Regions from separate parts of the Mus musculus genome. Here region 1 is linked to region 2. The links are chromatin contacts, called in public Hi-C maps. All regions are on one chromosome and are shown on one strand. Each heading gives the region's core, a stretch centred on a gene start, on an enhancer-like site or on the middle of the called end of the contact. The rest is flanking DNA. Distances are from core to core; before and after follow the strand shown.

Region 1 (6,562 bases), core at 574-3,073, 200 kb before region 2:
GGATGACACCATCCAGAACCAGCACGTTGCTGTAGGTTTTACTCAGGAAGACAAGGATGTCTTGTTACCGCGAGCGCCGGTGGTGCAGCAGCTGCTCCACTTGCAGCGACAGGGCTTGGCCGGGCCACAGGCTGCAGGTCTCTCGGAACCAGCCCTTATGGATGGCAGCAGGGCCGAGCGCGGCTGGGCCATTGGGGACAGGCTCCATGGCTGAGCTCGAGCTCGTAGCAGGCTCTCAGGACTGCAGGCAGCACGGAGCCCCAGCACAATGTGACCAGCTCTGCCTGCCGTCTGCGCCACCGATTTATTTATTATTATGAGTACACTGTAGCTGTCTTCAGACACACCAGAAGAGGGTGTCAGATCTCATTACTGGTGGTTGTGAGTCACCACGTGGTTGCTGGGATTTGAACTCAGGACCTTCAGAAGAGCAGTCAGTGCTCTTAACCACTGAACCATCTCCAGCTTTTTTTTTGGGGGGGGGCGTGTCTCTCTTCTTAAGGCTTCCATAAAACCTTTGAATACCCTTGGACTGAAGGTAAAACACAGATAAACATAAAATAATAGAAAAACAACAACAGAAAAAATAAGGTGGAATGCAATTGAGGAAGGCACTTGATGTGACTCTGGCCTCCACATACATACATACATACATACATACACACAAACATGCAAACATACAACACACACAGTTGTGTAAGGATCAAAAGAAGAAGTAAACAGGCTAGTGTTTCATAAACCACAAGCACTCCACAAGTGGGAAGGTTAAACACACACTCTTCAGAAATTGAAGGTTTCTTAGTGACAGGAGCTGCCATCTTTTGAATACTAACTGTGAGCCAGGATGTTACATCTGTCATCTTATTTAATCCTGGCGAGCTCTGTGGAGATGTAAGTGGTTCTGTCTCCCTGCTTTAGGATTAGGAGACCGGGACCATGCTCAGTCAGAGCCCTGTTTCTCCCACCTGCTTACTTTGTCATCCTTGGAGTCTGGGTTTGGGCTATGGTGACTCATCCCTGAGGAGTCATGGAGAGGATGACAGGCAGGACAAGTCCTGGCCCCTGGTCCCAGTTTTCTCTCTCTCCATCCCCCGCAACTGGAGTCTGGGGCAGCTCAGAGGCACAGAGTCCCCGAGCTTCTGGAGACACGGGTTCATGCATGTAGCCTTGGCTGGCCTCAAATTCACTTCCTGGCTAAAGATAACCTTGAACTTCTGATCCTCCTGCTTCTGCCTCTTGAGTGCTGAGATTGCCATACCCAGCCTACGGGGCACTGGGGTCAGAACCCAGGGTCTTGTGCATGCTAGGCGAGAATTCTACCTCTCCCCACTCATTCCCCAGTCCCTGCCTTCATGCTTCAGAGGGGTTTCTGAGAATCTCCTCCAGTTAAGCTTAGTTCAGGTCTTGGTGTTCCTGCCTCTGGTCCTGTCACTGTGCTGTGGGATACGTCCCATGACCTGGGTCACCCTGCCCTCTGTCTTGAGAAGTGAGGTTGCTTTGCTTTTCACAGTCCTTCAGGATGGCTGCCATGCTCTCTCGGAGCAGATCACTCACACAGTCTCTGAGGTGGGGTGGAGACAGCTGCTGTAGGGGGACTCGGGGACAAGGTAGAGGCAGTGGGGGGGAGCCCTGAATGCCTCTCTGGGTTGAGAACTCCCTGGTGGCTGCTCCAGGCCTGTTAAAAGGGCCCTGAAGCTCTGAGTGTTCATCACCACCCCAGCTCACCGGGGGCTGGAACATTCACTCCCCCACAGTAGGGAAGGTGGAGAAGTTGCTGAACGGCAGTTTCCTTCTTTGCTATGTATCTCTGTAGATGAGTCATTTTCTCTCCTGCCTGCTCTGTTCCCTCCCTTTCTGGATCTGGGTAGGATCACTATTGAGTCTGGCTGCCCAGGTCTCTGTTTAAGCCTTGGGCTTCCCTGGGTCTCAGCCATCCATATCTTTGTGCAGTCTCCTGAAACATCCACCAAGTAGCTCCTCTGTCAGAAACAGTGCCAGGTACTCAGGAGACAGGGGCATGACTCCTGTATACAGCTTGTGGTCAAGTAGGAGAGAAGAATGTTATATGTAAAACCATATAATCCAGGATTCAATCAACACCAAGTGTGTGTCATAAGCAAGAAAGTAGCCTGACCTGTAACCCCAGCTACTAGAGAGGCTGGGGAATGAGTAGCCCTGGCAGAGACAGAGAAGTCTCAGGGCCAACCTGAGTAATTGTGATGTTTGATCTTTATTGTCACTGTGACGGGATTTAGACTCACCTAGGGGACACAACTCTGGGCATGTCTGTGAAAATGTTTCCAGAGAGGTTTAGCTGAGAAAGGAAGAGTCACTCTGAATGTGGGTGTCAGGGGTGAGGGGCCAACACCTTGGCTGAATAAAAGGGGAATAAGGAGAAAGCCAGGTGAGTGTTGGCTTTCTCTTTCCTCCACTTTCTGGTCTTCTAAGATGTGACCATCTGGCACGCACTCCAACTCTTCCACCAGGACTTCCCTGCCACAGTAAACCACGTACCCTCAGACGGAGTCAAAGGAACCTTTCTGCCCTTCACCTGTTTCTTGTCAGGTCTTTGATCACATCAATGAAAGTGAGAAGAACAGCTGACACAGCAACTTAGTGAGATTCTGTCTCGCAGAAGGCCCCGGGTGTCAATGTCTGTTAGTGGGATGGAAAGCCAGGCTCACACGTGTAATCCCAACACCCAGGAGGCTGGGTTAGAAGGACTGACGTGGCTTTGAAGACCAGACTGGGTTACAGAGTGAGTTCTAGGCCCGCCTAGGCTAGAGTGAGGACCTGTCTCAAGAACTGTGCTGGGCAGGGGGGTGGGCTGTGGGTGTGTGGGAGTTGGGGGTCTGCTAGCTCAGTTGATAAAGTGTTTGCTTGCTAGGCAAGCTTGAAGAATTGAGGTCAGACCGTCCCGTCCCCCCCCCCCCCGCCCCCAGGGGAATCAGCTTGGGCTACATTGTAAGACCCTGTCTCAAACAAGAACAAAAACAAAAATAGTAAAAAAAAAAAAAAAAAAAAAAAAAAAGCTATCTATACATTTAACATAAATGCATCTTGTTTTATGTAAATTATATGTTGATAAAACTGATTCTGGGAGAGAGCTCTTTTCAGCCTTAATTTGAGTATAGCCTCTCTCATCCAAATAAAGAGACTTTTAACCATTCACACAAACAAAACACGGCAGAAACGGCTGGCAATTAGATTTGCCTCTTTTAAGAGCCAACCCTCTGGCCCGTGGGTGGAGACAGCACAGGTAGGAGGGGGGAGCCTGAGAAAGCTTGAAGGCAGGGTATGGGGTGTGGGGGTGGAGAGGAGGCCTTGGAGGGGCCTCTGCTCTCAGCTGGAACCTGACCTTTGCCTTCAGCTGGGCATGGTGCTGCCAGAGACTGTTTCCAAGTCAAATCAAGGTACCAGGGAAGGACCAGTGTTCTCAGAGACACACATCCGTGAAGGGGGCATGCTTCTGGGGCTCCTGCATCCTGTGTTGTGTGCCCAGGCACTCAGGTCTCAGGTTTTCACTCCTGCAAACTCACATCCAAGTTCACGTTCTGACTCCCAGGCCCATGCGCACCTCCCGCTGGGCTCCACGGAGCTTCTGCAGCCCGGAGGACTCCAGTTCAATGCCGACTCCTTTGCTCACGCATCAGCCACGAGGAGACTGTCAAGGAGACAAAGCCACAGTAGCAAGGGGGCCTGCCTCTTGGTTGTGGAGACCGGTGGAGAGGAGGAGTGGGAGGCTCTCTGTGCTCTGTTCCGGCACACCCTCAGCACTCCGCCGTGATTCATGAACCGAATTCACTCACACTTCCATTCACACTCCAAAATTAGCTGAGGGCGTGTCGGGCAAGGTAATTCATCCCTTCACCTAGTCATTCATTTGCTCAGCGCCTCTCTTCCTGCACTGTCCCGGGTACCCACCCTTTCTCCAGCCTACCGCCCATATGGGCAGCTCAAGAGACCAAAGTTGCCAGGTTCTTGTGGCAGCATGGGTCCAGCCCTCCATCTCAAACCTGTGCAGAATGGCAGGGGTTGGGACACAGAGTTCAGGCTAGCTCTTTCTATCAGCCACTCTTACGGTTCCGCACCTGGTCCCCAGGAGCCAGGCTTGCTCCCATCCCTCCCGGGAAGCTTCCATAATTGGCTCAATTAATCGGCTCAGTTCGTTAGCATCTTCTGGGTGAGTGCCTCAGCTTCTTTCCCGCCTGGCCCCTGCCAGTGGGCTTTGCCCAAATCTTCTACTGAATGCCAGGTTCAGTGATAGTCACCAAGACAAGAGCAGAGCTAAGAAAAAAAGGGGGCCCTGCCTTGATACACTAACTGCTGGGGGAAGGGAGCCAAGCTGAGAGCAAGAGGTCTTGTCCTCTGTCCTGGAGGAGCAGTTATCTGACACTGCCTGTCCCTCGTACCTGACCCTGACCCTTGCTGCCCTGTACCTTCATCTGGTTCAATCCACCTTCTCAGGAGGCCACCACACGGAGTGGCCAGGCTCTGCTTGTCCCTTCTCTGCTACCCTTTCTGTGTATCTGGAGGCAAGGGACAAGGGACAGGTAGTTTGTCAGTTGTTCCCAGACTGTTGTCACTGTCCGTTGTTTTTGCTGCGTGTCTGTTTGCTTGTTTCATCTTTGGAGACAGGGTTTCAGGTAGCCCAGACCAGCTTCAAACTACTGAGGAATAATCTTTACCTTCCAAGTGCTGGGATCAACGGTGTGTGTCAGTACAACTGGCTTATTTTTAGCTACATTTTATTTTTATAGCATTTATTTAACTGAGGCTCTCAGACAATCCTTTGAGTTCAGTACTGTTTCTCTCTTCATCAAGTAGGGGTCTGGCTGGTGCAAATGAGCCACCACTTGAACATACACATACAGAGCTTAGGCTTGGAGGTGACAAGCTGGACTGTTGTGTATCCTTATCTCCAAGGAGGGCGCTTTGGTTTCTTGTGCATCTCTTAGCAGTCTAAGCCTCTTCATTTCCCCTGCCCACTGGGCTGCTGGTCACTTTCTATCGACCCTTGGTATTTCTAGCCAAGCTCCTATGCCAGAGGCCACCCACTCCTTAGCCACCACACCTCTGCTGTCCAAGGATCTGATATGTGGCAGAGCTTGGCCTGGTTCTTCAGGAGCACGTGGGAGTCCATGGGAAGAGCAAGGCCACCTCCCAGCTAGGACAGTGATGGTGGCAGAGGATGCCTGCTTGTCTAGTGATTCCCTGGAGAAACCCTGAGATGAGGAAAGAGGGGAGGGGATGGAGTTTGGGGGAAGAGTGTGACCTTTGAATTCCACTCTTAATTCATACTCCTCAGCATATGACACATTATGGTAGTAGGATTTGGAAAATAAAATATATCGCAGTGGGCTTGAATAGTCCATCTCCCCAAGTTAAGTCCACACTCAGAACATAGGGGCATATATGTCTATCCTGAGCAGGACACAGAGGCACACATCTTTAATCACAGCACCTACCTAGGAGGCAGAAGCAGGTGGATCTCTGAGAGTTAAAGGCCAGCCTGCTCTACAAAGTGAATTCCAGACTGTCCAGGGCTACATTGTGATAATCTATCTTGAAACAAACAAACACACACACAAACAAACAAACAAGAGCATATCTTGATTTGTAATTGGGGGTCTTTGCATGGCAGGGAAGATGGATCAGTGGGGTAAAGGCACTTACCACCAACCCTGACGACAAGAGTTCAAATCCCAGGACAACACATGGTGGAAAGAGAGAACCGAGGCTCCTGTAGGTTGTCCTCTGACTTCCATACACACACACACACACACACACACACACACACACACACACTTCACGCTCTTTTTTTCCATTTTTTATTAGGTATTTAGCTCATTTACATTTCCAATGCTATACCAAAAGTCCCCCATACCCACCCACCCCCACTCCCCTACCCACCCACTCCCCCTTTTTGGCCCTGGCGTTCCCCTGTACTGGGGCATATAAAGTTTGCGTGTCCAATGGGCCTCTCTTTCCAGTGATGGCCGACTAGGCCATCTTTTGATACCGCTCTTTTTTTAATAAAAAAAAAAAAAGCTGGATGTGTGATAGACTCCGTTAAGGCCAGCACTTGGGAGAAGGAGACAATGTCAAGCAAATCTCTGTGAATTCAAGGTCAGCCAGGGCTAGTCTCAAAAAAAAAAAAAAAAAAAGAAAGAAGAAGAAGAAGAAGGAGAAGGAGAAGGAGAAGGAGAAGGAGAAGGAGAAGGAGAAGGAGAAGGAGAAGGAGAAGGAGAAGGAGAAGGAGAAGAAGAAGAAGAAGAAGAAGAAGAAGAAGAAGAAGAAGAAGAAGAAGAAGAAGAAGAAGAAGAAGAAGAAAGTCTTTGTAGGCATGTTTAACCCAGGGAAGACATCCTGGATTCCCAGGGAAGAATCTCAGTTCAATTACAAGTGTCTTGAGAGGGGCACACAGAAGACCGGGGAAGGCCTGGCAGTGCTGGGCTGGAACTCTAGGCTGTACAGACCCGGGAGTGTCTGGAATTCCTGGAAGGAGGGCTTAGAGGGAGGATTCTCCAGTGGGCTTGGAGATAGACGGTCAACCCTTCTG
Region 2 (6,854 bases), core at 2,937-5,436:
TGGTTGGGCTCATTCTTATGTACAGATGCACAGCACAAAATCCTGACCGTACCACGCTCCCACACATTGCACGTGAGTCCTTCCCCCCTCCCCCGTCCCCCCCCCCCCCCCCCGTCCCCAGCCCAGGTCAGGGAAATGCCAGGACCCACATGGTGGCTAAACTTCAGTGGGTGTGAGAGACCCCTCCCAAGCTGAGGATAGGCATCTTAACAGTTGGGGAGATGGGGCATTACAGTCTTCCAGAAGTTAACATCACTGGCTAGATCTTTGGACTGCCCTGGGAGCTACCCCACCAAGGCATTTAACAAGATTAATTAATTTAACCAGCAGCCTTCTGTGCAGGTAGTAAGTTTACTGTAGCAAAGATGTTTGTAAATAGGTATTGAGGTCTGGCTGGACCACCGTTCCTGTCCTCTTCTCTATTTCCTGGCATTGAATCCATGCCCTGCTTTCCAGAATAGAAGTGTATGGACTCAGGTGGATCACATGAGACTGTTTCCTCCCTGCAAAATATGAATGGCATCTATGTCACCCTCTATATCTTCAGGTACCATGTGCAAGAGTTTAACCAACTGAAAGTCAAAAATCCCTGTGAAGAAGTGGAGATGGTAGCATGAGCCTAGGATAGCACTTCTGAGGACAAGGCAGGAGAACTGTAAGTCTGAAGCTTGTTTAGAGTGTATAGAGAGATCATGTCTCAAAACAAACAATTATATATGCACATATATACACACTATGTATATATTATATTATTATGTTATATATATCATTATACACATATATGCATGCACTATATATTATATATGCATATATTATATGTTAATTATATCTTGTATATTATATATATTATACATGGAAATAAATGTACTCCTATACAAACATGTACAGATTTTTTCATTATTCTTGGGGTTATATAGTATCACACTGATTTGAGTATGAGAAATAATCTAAAGGCAATCTAAGTATATGAAAGACATGTATAGGTTTTCTATAAGGAACGTGAGTACGTGTAGATTCTGGTGTCTGTGGGGGAGAGGGAGCACTGGAACCGTTGCCCGGCACATACTGAGGGCGGACTCTGTACCTACTTTCAAGCTATTCAAGCTACAGGGTGGCATTAAGAGCAGCTTCGGTTGCCATGAAAATGAGAACACCTCAGTTGAAATGACAACTTTGTCATCTTGCCATACCCTATAATCAACCTGGGAAGAGAGTCACAATGAGGGACTTCTACATTGAGTTAGCTTGTCTGTGGAGATTGTCTTAATTAAGTTCATTGACGTAGCAAGACCCAGCCCAGTGTGGGTGGATCCACTCCCTAGGCAGGAGGCCCTGAACTGTATAGGAGTCAAGCTTTGTACAAGCAAGCAATCATGTGTGTGCATTCATTTCTCTCTGTGCTTGACTGTGGATATAATGTGCCTGGCTGTTTGAAATTCCTGCCTTGTCTGTTCCTTAATGATGGACAGGAACCTAGAAGTTAAAGCAAACTCTTTCAGAGTATTTTATCACAGCAACAGAAATGAAAGTAGAACAGCTGGAGTCCCTCCTATGACTGAGCAGAATGCCTACCTTGCTCCTTGATATTCTTGTACTGTGTGGACTCTGTTGTAGCCAGACTTTTGGCTACTTCATGGGTTTCTATTTCTACCACCCGTCTCGACCCTTAACCCTTCCAATCTCGAAATTCTGGTGAGGAGAGAAAGAAGGCTAGAGGCGAAAGGGAGCATCCATAGATACCATTAGACTATTTCCTGCTGCTTAGGGGCATCGAGTTCCTTGGGGGAGATTTTGAGCTTCATTTTTAGGATATCTCCAACCAGGAACCAGCAACCAGCAACTCACAACCAACAACCAACAACCAACAACCAACAACAACCAACAACCAGCAACCAACAACCAGCAACCAACAACCAACAACAACCAACAGCCAGCAACTCGAAGCCAACAGCAGCAGCAGCCATCTACAGCAGGAGGAACAGCAAGCTCTATACTCCTCTCAGAGCTCTTGCATCTATATACCCTCCCTCCCAAGAGTCCCCAGAATTCCACATCTCATACATTTGTCAAAACTATCTGCAGCTGGCAAACTCATGCCCCTCCCAGAGCATGAGGCAAATCAGTCTGCTGTTGTGGACAATCTGAAGCAGCCCCATATCCCACACCTTGGGATTGAAATATATTCCCATAACATTCCTATGTTTTTAAAGAGACCCAAATTCTCATTACACTTGTTTATGTGCCTCAAACATTCAAGTACAAATGGGACTGAAGAAATGGCTCAATCCATCAGCAAGTAGAAGAGCCAAGTTGTATTCCCAGCATGTTCTACCCAGCCAACGACTGTCTGTAACTTCCAGCTTCAGTGGATCCAGCGCCCTCTTCTGGTCTCTGTGGACACTGCATGCACAGGGTGCACATACATACATACATACATACATACATACATACATACAGGCAGAACACTCAGACACATAAAATACAGGGTGCACATACATACATACAGGCAGAAATCTCAGACAGATAAAATACAGGGTGCACATACATACATACAGGCAGAACACTCAGACACATAAAATACAGGGTGCACATACATACATACAGGCAGAATACTCAGACACATGAAATAAAAAAATCTTTAAAAAATTTCAGGTACTGAAATCTTGCTCCACAAGATGATAATACTATGAGACCTTCAAGAATCTCCTTAATGGCATTAGTGCCACTAGGAAAGCGATCTGAGAGAAACCCTTTACCCCTTCCACTATGTGAAGACACAATTGTCATCTATGAGTCAGGAATGAGGCTCCCACCGTGGGACACTGAATCTGCCAGTTTCTGACCCTGGACTTCCCAATCTTCAAAACTATGAGAACGATACTCTGATTTCTGAGTTACCCACTCCGTGGTATTTTGTCACCACAGCCCCAGTAGACAAAGACAAACACTAACCCTGATGTATAGAACCACACATGTCAGGTGTTTGGGAGCCAGACTGTCACACTGGGTTGTTACACTGATAATAATGTCTGGGGAGCTTGCCTTCCCAGGGCAGTCGTGGAGCTAACTAGAATCAGGTTGGCAGCTGGTGTGTGCTGGCAGTCTGAGAGTGTGTGGGCAGAAAGGGGGCAGCCTGATGTCTTTTCTGGAAACCAGACCATTGTCACAGACTCTACAGTAGTCCAGTGTTCCCTTCCTCTCCCCCTGCTCATGGGGAGTAAGAAAACCTGGGCACTGTGAGGGGTGACAACCTCAAAGTTTCCTCAAATCTCTCTTGTTGAAACACAAGGCTGTGCTATACTCACGAGTCCTCTATAACACAAGGCCACTCCAGTCTCCCTGGGAAGAGAGGATACCTCCTCTAGAAGGGTCCAGGCCGCCTGACAGGAGAGCAAGGCTTCAGCCTGGCTTCCCATTAAATCCACTGCTGCTGACCAGCCTCAAAACACCTGCACCTTGCCTTCCTGCCACAGCAAAATGACACAGACCACATGTGGAGGACCTTCGAAAATAAATAGCTGACATAGAAGTGTGTGATCCAGGACTGCCCTTTGGGATTCCCTTATGACACATGTCCTGAAGTCTGCACGGGAACTGAAGACCAGGGCTCCACTCCAAATGCGTCACTGAATCTGCAGCCCAGCCCAGATCTCCTCTTTGCCTTCAGCTGTCTTCTGGGCCTCTCTCTGTTTTTCTGACTGCAGGACTGACATCTGTACTACAGGGATGCCCTGGGAGGGTAGAATCCACCATGTGTGAGGATCCAGGGGCCTTGGCAAGCTCCTCCCAGTACTGAGGAGCTGAGCGACTAGAGAAGCTGAGCCAACCTATAGCAAGGTGTACTAGAAGCAGGGGAGGGCTGTGATGAATTGTTTCGGTCCCTTCAGAGCTGTGACTGCCAGATGTGAAGCCTTGCTAGGTCTCACTCCTGTTCTCCAAGCCCTGCCTATCCAGATGCCTCCGATGGCCAGGGCTGGGGAGAGAGAAGAGACGTCAGAGCCATAGAGAAGACAGCAGCAGCGGTAGTGCGTTTCATCTCTGAGACAGTCTCATCCTTCCATGGGGGAAAATGGCCCAAGCATTTACTCTTCTCTGAATGTTTGTTGAGCTCAACATGCAGGCCCAGTGGGAAACCATGTAATAGAACATTGTCTTCCAAGTTCTGAGCTGTCTCCCAGGACTCCAGAAGGCCAGTGTGGCTGCCTGCCCAGCAAGAGCCCTGCACAGCTTTCTGCAGTACTGTTACATCCTCACCGTTTAGGATCCGCTTGCTTTTCAGACAGTGGACAAACAGCTCAGACAGAAATGCTTTGCTGTGAGAGGGTGCTGGGTCTGGATTAAGGATTCCAGGTTCTAGTTTCCCTTGCACTGTGTCTCAGCAATTTCATATCTGCAAAGAGAGATGAGCAATGTCTGCTCTGCTTGCTATGGGAACAAATGAAACGGAAGTTACCAGATTGGTTTAAACAGGGACAAAATGATGTAATTATGGAATACAGTGTTGGGCATTCTCTGATGCCTACAGGAAGCTGCTATGGTCATCTTTATAGGACCACTAGGCAGTGGGTCACCATCCAGGACCTGTGACACCTGTGTCACTTAGGAGGAGCACAATGCTATAGGATGGCTTAGTTTTGTTTGGTTGGGTTTTTTAACATAAAAATACTCAAATACAAACCCCAATATACAGTGTTGAGAATAATCTAATAATTATTCTCAGGGCACTCTCCCTCCTAATGAACTTACACTCAATTTCAGACCTTGGGTCCCAGGTTTTGCAGCAAGGACAGCCTAGACTCCCAGCCTCTTTTCCCAGAGAGGAGGCTGACGCTATCCTGTCTTGTTTGTTAGGTAGTAAATTCCGAACTTACTCCTTGATGAGTTTTTCCAGCTGGGAAGACTGTGTGAGCTCCTGGGGCTAGAGCCAGCTTTGATGTCTCTGGTTCTGTCCCCACACAGGGTAAGATTGGCTTCAGCATCTCTTTGTTTGGGCATAGACACCTCTCCTGAGGGATGTATCCTGTAAGTGGTTTGATCTCAAGGCTGGCACATGGTCGAGCTGTCACAGCTGCAGCTGCCTTGGCCACACACCCCCATACCCCAATTAGGAGTTTTCCAGCCACTTAACTCCACCATGGGCTAGGAGCCAAAATGAACAGTCTCTTGTGGGTCCTTAGAGCTCTCCTCCTTCCCCACCGCTCTGGCTGACTGTCACTCAGTAGCAGAAGGTAGGAGTCAGGGACAAGATGACAGGCCCCAGGCACTTCCTCCCCCAACTCTACCTCCCTTGTCACAAGAGCAGCATGTCCCTTCAGGAAGAAACCTCTGGGACTCTAGGTGACAGGGTTTTTAGTTGGCATTTGTGCAGGGTTACCCAGCATAGAGGAACAACGGCCACATGATGCTGCAGACAGCAAAACTCAGCTAAGAGTCAAAATGCCTGAGGAGACTTCCCAACCCAGCCCCACCCAAGGTCCAGTGGCCATATGCCCAGGCCTTGGATTACAAGCTTTAGTAGTTACTGTCTGGCTCTAGACAAGGTAGTTACTACCCTCTCTGAGCCTTGGTGTTACTGTCTGAAAAAGAGATAAAAGAATGTGCTGTGCCCACCCTGTTGTTGGATAAGGACTTAATGAGCATGGTAATAAAAGTTGAGTTAGCCAAGTGCTTGGTAAACAGTAGGTACTTACCAAGTGAAGCTATCATCATTATTCAGTCGGTCTGTGTTTAGCAGCCTCCTATCACTGTGGCAAACACTCGAGGTAACAATCGAGACATAAAAATAGGTTTAATTTGACTACCACATTGGAAGGTTTCAGTCCAGGTCAGTTGGCTCCGTGCTCTCTGGCTTAAGAGCTCAGGTAGAGCTTTTAACATAGAGCAGGTTCCCCAGGAGGGAAAGTGCCCTGGGATTAATCACTAGACAGTTTTCATGGCTCGAGGTAGAATGTTCTGGAAGGCATGGATGGAGGCAAAACTCCTCACCTCTTGGTCAAAAGTGAAGAAAAGGATAAAGGAGCAGGAACCCCCACATCCACTTGAAAAGGAGGGCCAAACACCTCACTGTGACAAAGTACCGAGGCAAACAACTTGCACAGGGGAGAGGTTAATTTTGGCTCATGCTCTCAGAGGTCTCAGCTCAGGGTCTGGACTGAATGCCATGTGGGAGCAAATGGTGAAGAAACTGCTCCCCTCAGGGTGTCAGGGAGACAGAAAGGGGCTGGAGGGAAGCAGAGACCCAACAGTCCCTTCAGGGACGCCTCTTCATACACTTACCTTGAAGGTAGGATTTAACTGTTTTCATCTGGGGAAACCCAAAGCATTCAGTCGGTGGCACATGGGGGATCTTGGGGATGTAAGGAAGGTGATACGGTCCTGCACTGAAGGGAGCACCGAGGGAGACGAGGCCTCTGTGTCACAAGCACAGAATACACAAGACAAGTGGCATGGGGAGATGCTACTGACACCCGTGCTCCGTGTGTAGGTAGCAGGGGGAGAGAATGGCAGGGCCGAGTCTGGACAAGCTGGTGAGTCTGAGGGTCTGTGGAGCCGAGAGAGAGGCCTGATGTCATAGGAAATGGTACACGGGCTTTGTACTCTCATGGACCTCAAAGTCATCCTTGTGCTTAGAGAGGGCTAGGTGGTTGTGGACAGAACCAACTCACAGAAGGTCTTGTGTGTGTACCCAGTAGTTAGGTTTTGCAGTAGATACTTGGTCAATACTGTAACTGAACTAAAGGATGGCCCCAGTTCTGAAGGATTTTCTGAAGACATGGGGTCCCTCTGGGTAACATGGAGAGAGGATCCACAAGAAGATTCACCCCTAGAGGCTTGATCCAGGGTGGGGAGACAAG

The links. Hi-C and Micro-C count contacts between places; a contact is called where the count stands out from the background.
Region 1: a contact with region 2 is called in a Hi-C map of cerebral cortex, with 4 times the contacts expected there. The contact joins two enhancer-like sites. A contact is called at or near these places in 4 of 484 Hi-C or Micro-C datasets (the N1E-115 cell line, cerebral cortex, epidermal suprabasal cells and 1 more).

Annotation. Positions count from the first base shown.
Region 1 is chr9:43,676,697-43,683,258 of GRCm38.p6, reverse strand. It overlaps the pseudogene Gm5364. Among named protein-coding and RNA genes, the nearest start is that of Gm29961, 35 kb to the right of the region's middle. Within about 2 kb of position 1,823, at least 28 of the 459 cell types and tissues checked have an H3K27ac peak or open chromatin away from gene starts, as enhancers often do. A contact at or near this core is called in cerebral cortex, where this site is marked.
Region 2 is chr9:43,479,628-43,486,481 of GRCm38.p6, reverse strand. No RefSeq gene overlaps it. Among named protein-coding and RNA genes, the nearest start is that of Gm36855, 38 kb to the left of the region's middle. Within about 2 kb of position 4,186, at least 43 of the 459 cell types and tissues checked have an H3K27ac peak or open chromatin away from gene starts, as enhancers often do. A contact at or near this core is called in cerebral cortex, where this site is marked.